Regions from separate parts of the Mus musculus genome. Here regions 1, 2 and 3 are each linked to region 4. Evidence: chromatin contacts called from public Hi-C and promoter capture Hi-C data. All regions are on one chromosome and are shown on one strand. Each heading gives the region's core, a stretch centred on a gene start, on an enhancer-like site or on the middle of the called end of the contact. The rest is flanking DNA. Distances are from core to core; before and after follow the strand shown.

Evidence for each region. Promoter capture Hi-C pulls out the DNA fragments that hold promoters and counts their contacts. Hi-C and Micro-C count contacts between places; a contact is called where the count stands out from the background. Capture Hi-C pulls out chosen DNA fragments and counts their contacts.
Region 1: a contact with region 4 is called in a promoter capture Hi-C map of the HPC-7 cell line. The contact joins the enhancer-like site here to the promoter of Tram2 in region 4. A contact is called at or near these places in 5 of 39 promoter capture datasets (the HPC-7 cell line, HPC-7-derived erythroid cells, cranial neural crest and 1 more), 1 of 115 datasets of contacts at active chromatin or transcription factors (memory CD8 T cells) and 3 of 9 other capture datasets (adipose tissue, liver and pancreatic islet).
Region 2: a contact with region 4 is called in a promoter capture Hi-C map of liver. The contact joins the promoter of Paqr8 here to the promoter of Tram2 in region 4. A contact is called at or near these places in 7 of 39 promoter capture datasets (the HPC-7 cell line, HPC-7-derived erythroid cells, cranial neural crest and 4 more), 4 of 484 Hi-C or Micro-C datasets (LSK cells, embryonic stem cells and stem cell-derived neurons), 1 of 115 datasets of contacts at active chromatin or transcription factors (memory CD8 T cells) and 3 of 9 other capture datasets (adipose tissue, liver and pancreatic islet).
Region 3: a contact with region 4 is called in a Hi-C map of regulatory T cells, with 3 times the contacts expected there. The contact joins the enhancer-like site here to the promoter of Tram2 in region 4. A contact is called at or near these places in 1 of 39 promoter capture datasets (liver), 3 of 484 Hi-C or Micro-C datasets (the G1E-ER4 cell line and regulatory T cells) and 1 of 115 datasets of contacts at active chromatin or transcription factors (thymic regulatory T cells).

The regions. Positions count from the first base shown.
Region 1 is chr1:20,911,424-20,914,123 of GRCm38.p6, reverse strand. The region is part of intron 1 of Paqr8 (progestin and adipoQ receptor family member VIII); the gene reads right to left. Among named protein-coding and RNA genes, the nearest start is that of Gm24171, 2.8 kb to the left of the region's middle. Within about 2 kb of position 1,348, at least 63 of the 459 cell types and tissues checked have an H3K27ac peak or open chromatin away from gene starts, as enhancers often do. A contact at or near this core is called in the HPC-7 cell line and memory CD8 T cells, where this site is marked.
Region 2 is chr1:20,889,271-20,892,045 of GRCm38.p6, reverse strand. It overlaps Paqr8 (progestin and adipoQ receptor family member VIII), which reads right to left and starts at 1,498. Exons shown (of 3, transcript NM_028829.4): 1 at 1,360-1,498. 6720483E21Rik (RIKEN cDNA 6720483E21 gene) reads left to right here and starts at 1,573. Exons shown (of 4, transcript NR_040492.1): 1 at 1,573-1,938; 2 at 2,117-2,200; 3 at 2,391-2,570.
Region 3 is chr1:21,332,364-21,335,125 of GRCm38.p6, reverse strand. It overlaps the pseudogene Gm21909. Among named protein-coding and RNA genes, the nearest start is that of Khdc1a, 16 kb to the left of the region's middle. Within about 2 kb of position 1,340, at least 65 of the 459 cell types and tissues checked have an H3K27ac peak or open chromatin away from gene starts, as enhancers often do. A contact at or near this core is called in the G1E-ER4 cell line, regulatory T cells and thymic regulatory T cells, where this site is marked.
Region 4 is chr1:21,077,711-21,080,614 of GRCm38.p6, reverse strand. Tram2 (translocating chain-associating membrane protein 2) reads left to right here and starts at 1,390. Exons shown (of 11, transcript NM_177409.3): 1 at 1,390-1,621. The coding sequence starts at 1,502.

The DNA of each region.
Region 1 (2,700 bases), core at 99-2,598, 170 kb after region 4:
AAGGGTGGAGAGAAGAGGAGGGGATGGGGAGATGAATGGGATCGGGATGCAGGATGTGACATTCATAAAGAACCAATAAAAAGTAAAAGGAAGAAAGAAAGAAAGGAAGAAAGAAAAAGAGAGAGAGAGAAAGAAAGAAAGAAAGAAAGAAAGAAAGAAAGAAAGAAAGAGAGAGAGAGGAAGAGAAGGGAAGGAGGAAGGGAAGGGAAGGGGAAGGGAGGAAGGAAGGCATGAGAGGAAGAAAGGAAGGAACAGGTTGAAGGTGAGAGGAAGAGAGGAAAGAATTTTGTTTATAAACTAAAGGAAGTCAAACATTAGGTAGACTGGTTACCAAAAACTGGAGTAGGGACCATTTTCAAGGTTGGTGGAATATATTTTTCCAACTATGACCGTCATAGTGTGGAAAGGACACATGCTGAAAGAGCCTGTTTCTACCCCTCCCCATCCCTGCAGTGCAGTTTCAGAACCCCTGTCTAGAGAGCAGGATTGTGGGAGAGGCAAAGTCATTGGCCGCCCCTCGTGTGAACCTCCTCAGGGTCAGAATGTGGTGGCCCGGAAATCTTCCTGATTGCAGAGCAGAGATTCAAGCTGAGCCTACCATTTTCTTATCACATCTAGAAAAGTGATATCAAAACTGAGTTGTGGGAATCAGTTGAAGACTGCAAAGAAAGGGTGCCGGTCTCTTCCTAATTTCGTCATAAGTACAAAGTGTTGTCTTAAACAGTGGTAAGTTGATACCATTTACACTGGTCTCCTAAGTTCACCATAAAACACAACCAGGTCACAGAGTTTTCTAGGCGGCTCCTCGTTCCATGTCACATGATATATCAGGTAAAGAGTACCTGAAATAAGACTATCTGAGCTCCCTCCTTACTTAGATGGTGATAGAAGGTCAGACGAAGCTTTGCAAATCCCAAGGTTATGAGGGACTTACAATTCATACTGAAAATGAATGTTTTCTCAGCTCCCAGGAAGCCAAGCCTCCCCAGGCTCAATAACAACCTGAAAAACCAAGATAAAAAGAAAGAAACAAAGAAAAATCACACCTCTGGGGGTTTTTTTTTGTTTTGTTTTTTTTTTTTTTTTTTTTTTTTTTTTTGCTTCTAGGCTCCAGTTCAACTTTAGAAAGGGTCACAAGCATTTATCATTGCAGTCACCTGACCTGTGGTCTCAGGTGACATCTCATTAAAGCCAGTGCAGGTGCCACCTGAGCGCCTGGATTGTCTTTCTAACCAAGCTGAAAAGTGGCCAACCCCAGCTTCAACCTCAGCAACCTCCCAGTGACACTGCCTGAACGTTGTCTGCTCTTTGCCACAGCGCCCGCGCCCGCGCCCACGCCCACGGGCCCTGGAAGATTTAGTCTTAGATTAAGATCACCATGGCTGCCAGGAGATAAACAAGCCCTCTCAGGCCTTCCTCAGGCCTCCGCTTCTCGAGGAGCTACCCAGCCTCCCTCCTGATTTAAACCCAGCCTCCCTCCTGATTTAAAGCTGCTTGGCGCTCCACCAGGCACCACACTCTGCCCCGTTTCATTTCAGATTTACTCCTTGTAGCTTAATGTATTACTTTCCCTCTGTGTGTTCAAGTACACAAAATTTACCAGCTTAACCTCTTTGTCTTCATCCTGTCCTCCTCCTCATCTTTTCTTCCTCCTCCTCCTCCCCTTCTCCTCTCCCTCCCACTCCTCTCCTCTTCCTCCTCCTCTTCTGTCTTTTTCTCTCAACCTTGTTCCTTATTCTTCTTCCAGAGTCTCATTATTTAGCCCAGATGACCTCAAAACTCCCACACGGGCTGCTAAGCCCTGACATCACAGACATGCACCGCTGATTTCAGTGTCCCATCTCTTCCCTTCTCAGAATGTAGTTAAGCACACTCATTTGTCTAAACCACAACTCTTTCTCTCCTGCAAAACAAAGCCCATTATCTCCTGCTCAGGCCTCCCTCCTCTCTTCTCTCTGGCCCCTGGAAACTATTTTTTTGTTTTATGTACTGTTTTTGGGACTTCATATTCACGGACTCAAAATCTTTTTATAAGTGACATCTCTTTTTCTTTTTTTTTTCTTAGCACACTTTTTAATATATCTATGAAGTAAATCCTGGAAGATTAATTGCTAGGACTATATGCATTTAAACTACGATGACTGCAATTCTGTCTTCCAAAAATGATTGAGACAATTTATAATTCAACCAACAATATTTAAAAGTAGTTTGCTGGGAACATTAAGTCAAGGCAAAGGTACTTGACTCCAAACCGAATAACCTGAATTTAATCCTTAGCACATGGAGAGAACTGACCCCCACAAAGTGGGGCCTCTGCATGCTCCTCTCAGGACAAGTACACCCATATGTACACATACACGCTCCAGAGACAGAGATATGGACACACATACACAAATTAAAAGGAAAAAAAAAACCAGTTTTCTATATCCTTACCAAAGGAACATTTCAGCTTTTTATTGGGATTCAATGAATAGTATTACTTATAAGTGACATTTCACTTGGCACCACGTCCCCTGGTTTCAGCCATGTGTGTAGTATGTGTCAACACTTCTTTGAGGGTCAACATTGTGTGTGTACATCACGCTTTGTCTACATGTTTGTCTGTCAGTAGAGGAGTCATCCCACCCTTTTGGCTATTGAGAGTGAAGTTGCTGTGACTGTGGTGTATAAATATCTTCTCAGGACCGTGCTTCCAGTCCT
Region 2 (2,775 bases), core at 249-2,748, 190 kb after region 4:
TGGGAGCAGACTATGAATAACCTTAACAGGGGAATTGTAGCTAGTGCCTTCTGTAAAGGTGACTTTTTACTAGCTGCGGGAGACAAACCTTCACTAATGCAAACACGGAGTACGGGACACTGGAACACTAAAGTTTGCCTGTGGCATGCTGTGTGCTTGTTGACGTCCCTCAGAAGCTGTCTCTCACTGGACAAGAACAAATAGGACCTACGGATTGTAACTCTACACACACCTACATCATACGTGCTCTGCCCAAAGCGCAAAAGGTAGATATCCCGTGTGTATCGGAAATCTCACTTGAAGACCATTCCTTTCACCTTAGTCTCTCCTCGTCGCACCCCCAAGCAAAACCATTTCTAACCCAGGTCAGAAATATGAGGTGCAACGTACGCAAGACAAAGTGCTCACCAGGACCAAGGGTCTCTCTAGTATTCCTGGGTACCTATAACTACTCAGAGAGTTGAGGCAGTTGGCTGCTTCCTTGCTCTTGGCAACTGATCACCCTTTCATAGGTCCCCCAGTACTCCTAGACTCGCGAACGCTGCTGGGTCCTCACTTGTCCTGTCTAGGGTTCCTCAATCTGCTGTCAAGGGAATACCCTCTTGAGGTGTCCACGGCCACCTCCACTGAAAGGACAGCATTCTCAACTGGCTGATATACTCCCAGCACTGTCCCGCCGGCCACCTCCGCCCCTTTGTGCTTTCCCACCGCTCGGTCTACCATAGCCTCTAAATCTGAAACCTACAGCTATCAGCACAACTCTCTGCGGTGTCTCCTTGGAGAATCCCGCTCCATCTTCCTCAAGAAGTTCATGCCTCTCTCACCTTACTCTTTCCGGGAGGGGGGTTCCCCTCTCTTGGGCACCCCCTTCCGCCCTGTTCTTCCTCTACTCGGCATTCCCCTCCGGGATTCCGTTCCCCTCTGCCCTGTGGAGGGCGCCCCAAGAATGCGCACAGGACTACTCCTCCTTTACATCCTTCCTCTCCGGTTCTCTGGGCTCAGACACCCTCAATTCACGGTCGTGACATCTACTTCAAATCCCCGCTCCCCAGGCTCCTCACCATCGCAGTCCGGATTTCCTAGCCCTTCAGGGCTCTGCAGTTCCCCAACTCCACGGTTTGGACTGTCTGCTGTGCATTCTGAAAGCCGATATTAAAACTCTAACATTGGGTCCCAGCTCGGGCCGCTAGGTTCCGGGCACCTGGCAATGAGGGTCTACATCCTCCCTACAGGTCGGGTCAGGCGCTCCTCTACGCCGAAATCCTGACGTCCCCGCCTCCCGGCTCTGGCAGAGACTCCCCAGCATCTCAGTGGAGACCTGCACCCTGCCCGACCCCCACCCCCACAGTCGGGACTTACGAACACCAGCGCGGCCGAGCTCCTGCAGCCCAGCTCCGCCAGCCGCACTCCCGACTCCAGCTCCGGGAGAGCTCTTTCTGAGCCTCCCCGACCGCCGAGGGCTCTGCACCCGAGAGCGGCCGGGAGGAGGGGACAACCCGGATGGCGACGCCCAGCTCCGCCCTTTCCCGGCCCAGGGGAGGGCTGCCCAGCCCGGTGCACACTCTGCTGCTACAGCCACCGCAGCCCAGCCGAGGAAGTTGACTGACGCCGCTTCCTTCCATCCTTCCACCCACCTTTAGACCCTCGCACCCACCCCCAGACCTTCTTAATTGCAAACCCCTCGGGGGCTTGAGACAGCCAGGGATGCGGTTTGCGCTCTGTGTTCTTTCCCAAAACCATTTCCTAAATCCCTTGGGGGGGGGGGGGTGGATAAAAAAACTTCATCTGCCATTTCCAATCCTGGCCTTCTTTCCTCTCATTGCTCTAGGGTGAACTCGGTATAATGCCCAGGAAATCACGCTGTGCATCCCATGAAGGCCCTGCGGACACATTTTCACATCCCCGTGCAAGACTCATACTTCTGCTGCGGTTGCATGTGTGAGTGCATCATGCATGTCACTGGACACACGTATGCTGTGCCAAGCAGACCCCTCTACCCGCCCCACCCCACCCCCATGTAACCTCCATTCACTAAGTCTGCCCGCAGTGACTGCAGTTGTTCTTCACCCACAATACACCCTGTATGCACCATAATTTTTTTTTTCAATCCATTTAGGAAGTAGGACCATCAGTTAACAAATTGAATTGGCTTTGCTGCTGAAAAGCTGCCAGCATCGTTCAGAAGAAAGGGAATGGAAAGGTCAGATCCCGGGAAGATGGCCTGTGTCAGCTCGCCTGTACGAAGAAGGCCCATCTTTCCTACTGTTCTGAGACAGTTCTGGACTGAGTTTGGGCTCTTTTCATTTAAACCCACCCTGTTCCAGGGAAGAATCTAACCATGTTTTTACCATTCCCAGTATTTAAAAATCTGTTATTTGGTGTATCTTCAGCAAAATATCTGGAAGCAAAGTGAACTGTTCATACAGTGGGATTTCGTTCACTCCGTAAATGAAGATGTTTGGATTCTGGGATGTTATGGGCAGGCTGAAGCAGATTCGGACCCCGAGAGAGTCCAGGGACCTGTCTCAGTGCAGGGCTTTCCCCACAGGACAGTGACCCGGTGTGCAAAGGTGCGTGCGAAAGCTCAGGAGGCTCTGGGATGCACCTGCTGCCTTAGCTTGAAGATGTCCAGGCTGCCCTTGTATCCTGGGAAGCTGTGGCCGTCCATATTAGCCAATATTTCTTATTTTAGCCAGAGACCTCAGCCATAAAGTGATACTATAAGAGGAAGGAACCCCTGCCACCCTCTGCCCCGCCCCCACACATACATTTCTA
Region 3 (2,762 bases), core at 91-2,590, 250 kb before region 4:
AGCTGTCTTCAGACACTCCAGAAGAGGGCATCAGATTTCATTAGGGATGGTTGTGAGCCACCATGTGGTTGCTGGGATTTGAACTCTGAACCTTCGGAAGAGCAGTCGGGTGCTCTTACCCACTGAGCCATCTCACCAGCCCTGCCAATTTCTTAACAACCAACCTGAGACCAAATGTGTCAGTAATTTTCTGCTACCAGAAAATAGGGAAGCGGAGCTGGAGAGATGGCTCAGAGGTTAAGAGCATTGACTGCTCTTCCAGAGGTCCTGAGTTCAAATCCCAGCAACCACATGGTGGCTCACAACCATCCATAATGAGATTAGATGCCCTCTTCTGGTATGTCTGAAGACAGCTACAGTGTATGCAATTAAATAAATAAATAAATCTTAAAAAGAAAATAGGGAAGCGAATTTGTATGAGAATATAGTTTCTATTGTACTCTACATTAGAGTCTGCAGACTCTTATTCCCTAACAAATAAACAATTGGAGAACTACACCACTGTCACCAGGTACTGGCTGACATTTGGAAGTTAAAAATACCCAGAGGACCTCCAATACAGAAGGCAAGAACCTTGTAGAAGGCAAGAACCTAGTTGGTCTTGGCTAGCACGACTCCAGCTGATTGGTGTACACTGACAGAGACAATCCCATCATTCTTGCCAGCGATTGGTTAAAGAAATGGCATCAGTTTAACAATTAAGGAAAATTTGGGCATTTCTAGAAAATGTTTTTTCTCCCTTCTGAGAAGAGAACCAGGAACGAATCTCAACTCTTCTCCTGGGGGCTAGGACCCAGTATGATTTGGGCAGCAACACGAGTATTGTGTTACCAGACTGAAGAGGGAGGAGACATACAGAGATTGAATTTGAGCCCTTGACAAGTTGTGCCTGGACCTCTTGTATGCCTAGTTTGACCAGGGTTTCCTGGTACTTGAAGTTTAAGCACACTTGATTTTTGTCTCCTTTACATACTTCTTATTTTTACTTTTTTTTTTTCGAGACAGGGTTTCTCTGTGTAGCCCTGGCTATCCCGGAACTCACTTTGTAGACCAGGCTGGCCTCGAACTCAAAAATCCGCTTGCTTCTGCCTCCCAAGTGCTGGGATAAAAGCTGTGTGCCTCCACGCCCGGCTTTTTGTTTGTTTGTTTTGTTTTGTCAATTCTTGATTTTTATAACTAGTTTTGTTGGGGATGGATATTGTACTGTGAGCCAAAGTTCCCCTCCCTTCTTGAGAAACTTCTGACCTTTTGAAATGACAGCTGACAGAACATCAAGATCAGATAATAGTCTCTGCAAACTTTCCGAGAAAAACCACAGAATGTCCCCTGAGCTAAGAGTAGATAGTGTATTCCCAGGCAGTTATGTAGAACCACCCCCGCCCCCGGGCTGAGGCTCCCGCAGGTTTCTCCCTCTTTACTTCCTCCTTCTTTCTTATATTCTGTAACCTTGCTCACAATAAACAGACCTTGACAATCATTGCTTAGTCTCGCTCCTTCTTTCTCGCCCGTTTCTCTTTCAGGCATGGTCCCCCTCGGACCCCTCCGCCCCCAGAATAACTGAGTCCTGCGGGTCGGGACATAGTTTTACCAAACTGTTAATTTTCTTAAGATTTATTTGTATTGTATGCTGTAGCTGCTTGTATTTTGATGATAATTTCGCCCCACCCCCACCCCAAAATTGTTTACAACGAGAGAGTCTGCACATAGCTTCTACGCACCTGCCCCCAGTTAATTCTGATTGGTAAATAAAGATACGAGCTGCCAATAGTTGGGGAGGAGAGAGAGAGCGAGGACTTAGGGTTCCTGGGCTTGGGATCTTGGGGCTGCTAGGAAGCAGGAGAGGAGAGAGATGCCATGCCTTAGGAGTGTGCAGGGTAGAGACAAGAGATGCCATGGGATAAAAAAGCAAGGAGAGCATCCTGGGCTGTGAGACAAGAAAACGTGGCCCAGAGGGAACATAGAAATTAGTAAGAAACAATGGGGTTATGGATAGAAGAAGATTCTAACAACTGGAGGTTAGCTATTGTGCAGCTTAAGGCATATTAAATATAAAGGCTGTGTGTGTGTGTGTGTGTGTGTGTGTGTGTGTGTGTCTTTCATCCAGGAACATCAACCATTGAGGTGGGTAGTAACCCCTCACCGGGATTTATTAAAATACTAATACCACAGTATCCATATGTGTGTTTTGCTTGAGTGTATGTCTGTTACCCCATGTTACAGTGTTCCAGGAAGCCAGAAGAGGACATTGGGTCTCCTGGTGCTGGAGTCACAGATGTTTGTGAGCTGCAATGTGGGTGGGTGCTGGGAATCAAACCAGGGTCCTTGAGGAGAGCAGCTAGGGGCCTTAACTGCTGAGCCATCTCTCTAGTTCCCAACTTTTTTCAAAAAAAAAAAAAAAAGAATGAACTGTAGATAACTAATATTTTATTGTATAACATCATGAAAGAAAAAAAAGTAAAATTTTATTACTTTAATTTCTAAACATTTGCTCAGAAAAAAAAAAAAACAAAACTCAATTAAGATATATATGTAAGGGCTAGGGTGTAGCTCAGTGACACAACCCTTGACTAGTATAAGTAAGTCCCTAGATTTAGTCACCCAGAAGAATATATCCAGTTGTTCTACCTCTCTCAGTACCAGAGAGCTAATATTAGAAAATTCATGTCTGCATGGTGGTAGCACATAGTATTCGGGATGCAGAAGCAGGTGTATCTCTGGGTTGGAGGCTAGCCTGGTCTACAGAGTGAGTTCCAGAATAGCCA
Region 4 (2,904 bases), core at 141-2,640:
CACAAGGGGCATTTCTACTGGGAGATGGGAGGAGCTAGAGGAGCAGCTAGCCTGGCCTACCTAGTGGAAAAGTCAACACAAAGAGAGACCTTGGAACAAACCAGGTGGAAGGTGAGGCCTGACACCGGAGGTCACTGGGGCGAAAATACATAAATATGTGAGCTCATGCATGTGCAGCCCCTATATGTCATAAACTGTACGCACGTGCACGCACGCACGCACGCACCGGTCTTAACTTTAAACAAAGGTTAGTCCAATATAGGCATTAATGCCCCCCGCCCCGCCCGTGGAGTTAGAAGCCCTAGGGCTGTCTGTTAAATAGTGCACAGTTTAGAATACAGGAGATAAATTTCTTTAAGGAACTTCATTCAGTTCTAGTTACCTTCAGACTGCTATTTTTGCAAACTCGTAACCGTGAAACTAATTTTAAAAAAAGAAAAGAAATTAAACAGTCCTCTGTTCATTTTGCATTTCTGTACATTTAGAAGCGATTATTTGTTCCTTCATTACTGGCAGGATTAAATCCAATATTTGCTAGTATAATTTATTTTAAAAGACCTTTTGTCCTTCCGGAAGTAATTTTGAAACTTAATATTAAATGGAAACGTTGGGTGAGGATCTTTTTTTTTTTTTTTTTTTTTTTTTATTTCTTCAGTGTTTATTCTTCCACTTCTGATCAATTAATATTGAAGGTAGTGAGCCCTGAAAAACCAATTCTGGGCAGTACCTGGCCTTTTAAGTGAAGGAGTAAAACGCGGGGTACCTGCACGCCCTTGCAAAGTAGGCTCTACTAAGGCAAGGCCTTGGGGTAGCTGCTGAAGGTTCTGAGAGGTTGAACCTACACTGTGCAATCCTTCAGACACAGGAGTAGCCATGCATTCATTTAAGATCCAGCGCAGGGCTGGGGCCAGTCCACAGGCCGGCACGAAGCTTCCCGCCCCGGGCCCTTCCTGCAGAGGAAGAAGCTGGGCGCTAGGAGTGGGATCCCGGCCCACTTCCTGTCCAGCAGCTCGGGAGCCGCTTCCTCTCAAAGCCGGAGGACAGGGCTTCCATTCCCGCGTCTCAGCGAGGTTCACGGAAGAGTGTACCCCCGGTGGAAGCCGCAAGCACCGGTAGCGAGCGCGGCACAAGGGTTAGGCGCGCCGGGCTCGCCCAGGAGGCGTGGCCGGTGGCGCTGGCCAAAGGGCTTGAGGGCGGGGCGGATGGAGGAAGGGGGTGTGGCCAGAGGCGCGCGCCTTTGCGGCCTGGGGGCGGGGCGGACGGAGGAAGGGGGTGTGGCTAGAGGCCCGCGCCTGTGCAGCCGCTGCGGGGCGAGGGCTGTGGCCGGGGGCGGTTCCGGGCGGCAGGCCGGGGCGGGGCGGGCAGAGGAAGGGGGCGGGGCCCGAAGTTGTTCCGCGCTGGGCTGCGGGGCTGGCGTGCGGACCGGGCCGGGCCGGAGAAGTTTTCGCTGGGGCTGCTGAGCGAGGGTGCGGGCCCCCGCAGGCGGTGAACGCCCGCTGCCATGGCTTTCCGTAGGAGGACGAAAAGTTACCCGCTCTTCAGCCAGGAGTTCATCATCCACAACCATGCAGACATCGGTTTCTGCTTGGTGCTCTGCGTCCTCATCGGGCTTATGTTCGAGGTGAGTAGAGCGGGGAGGGGGTGCTGCAGGGGTTGGCGGTCCTAACTCCCGTCCTCCGAGGCGCAGACAGGGATTCCCGGACCTCATCTGGGCTGGAGCGCGCCCGGCTGGGATGTCCCGCACGTTATCTGCACCTCTGGCTTTGTGCACTGTATCCACTCTGGCCTGGACCTAAGAGAGTCCAGACAGCACCCCTAACTCCTAGCTGTGCGGGCCGTGCCATGCTCTGTCGCCCCCCTTGGACACCCACCACATCCTACAACTCTATCTGAATCTCAGAAACCCATACCTGGCCTCGAACCAATTGCAGAGCTGCCTTCCTGGCCCTATGGTTGGGGTTTCCTTTCTGGCGACTTGGTGCCAATGTGGGAAACTCCTAGACCAGCTGTAATTGCACAATCCCCCCTCCTTCTCTCTAGTGGGGGCCTCCAGATCTTCTAGGCTTTTCTAGTGGAAGGGACCCTAACCCTCTCCACCTCTCTTGTGGCTTTCTGGAAGTTCTTCATCCTAACCTCTGGAGCTTGCTCCAGGTGTTCACATGTGGCCCTGGCTCCATCCCAGAGGGACCTTCTGCTACCAACCTCTCTTTAAATATGACCTAAAGGGCTAGTTTTAAGATATCCTTTGGCACTTTGAACTGTTCCTGTAGATCTGTGTGAACTGGACCCAGAGCCTCATCCCCTTTGCAGGAGCCAGTAGAGGGATACTCTCTGTGAAAGGTGATTTCCTAGTCGCTGCAGGGATGTGGGGTGGGAACAGAGAAAGGGATCCTGGATTCAGCACTGTGCTGGTGTAGGCCTCAGAGCTGTCTGTGTAAACCACTAAGGGGTCAGAATCCGAGGTCCCTACTCCAGAGTGCTGCAAAACGGTGATATTGAAAAGTGGGAAGGACTTACTATAGTATATATTGTCTCCAGAGCACCATAGGTAATAGGTGACAGTCCCATGGCTTGGGTCGCCTGGTCTTGAGAACACTCATTCCTATCCTCTCTTCTGTGTAAGTTTCCTGATCTGCATTCTACAGGGTAGTAAGAAGGTGCACCATTTAAGAGTTACTTGTCTATCCCTGCATCTACCCATATCTCCCTTATCTACCCATATCTACCCATATGTCCCTGTTACCGACTCAGGACCTATTTGGCTGAAGAACTTGTCCTCGCGCTGGGGCTGTTCTTGGGTTAGCCGGGTCTGAGCTGAATGCATGCTCGTAGCTAGGCTGTCGGGTTTGCAGGAGAGAAGCTGGGACTGGGGCTGGTGTCCACATTCTTCTGGAAATTCTGTCA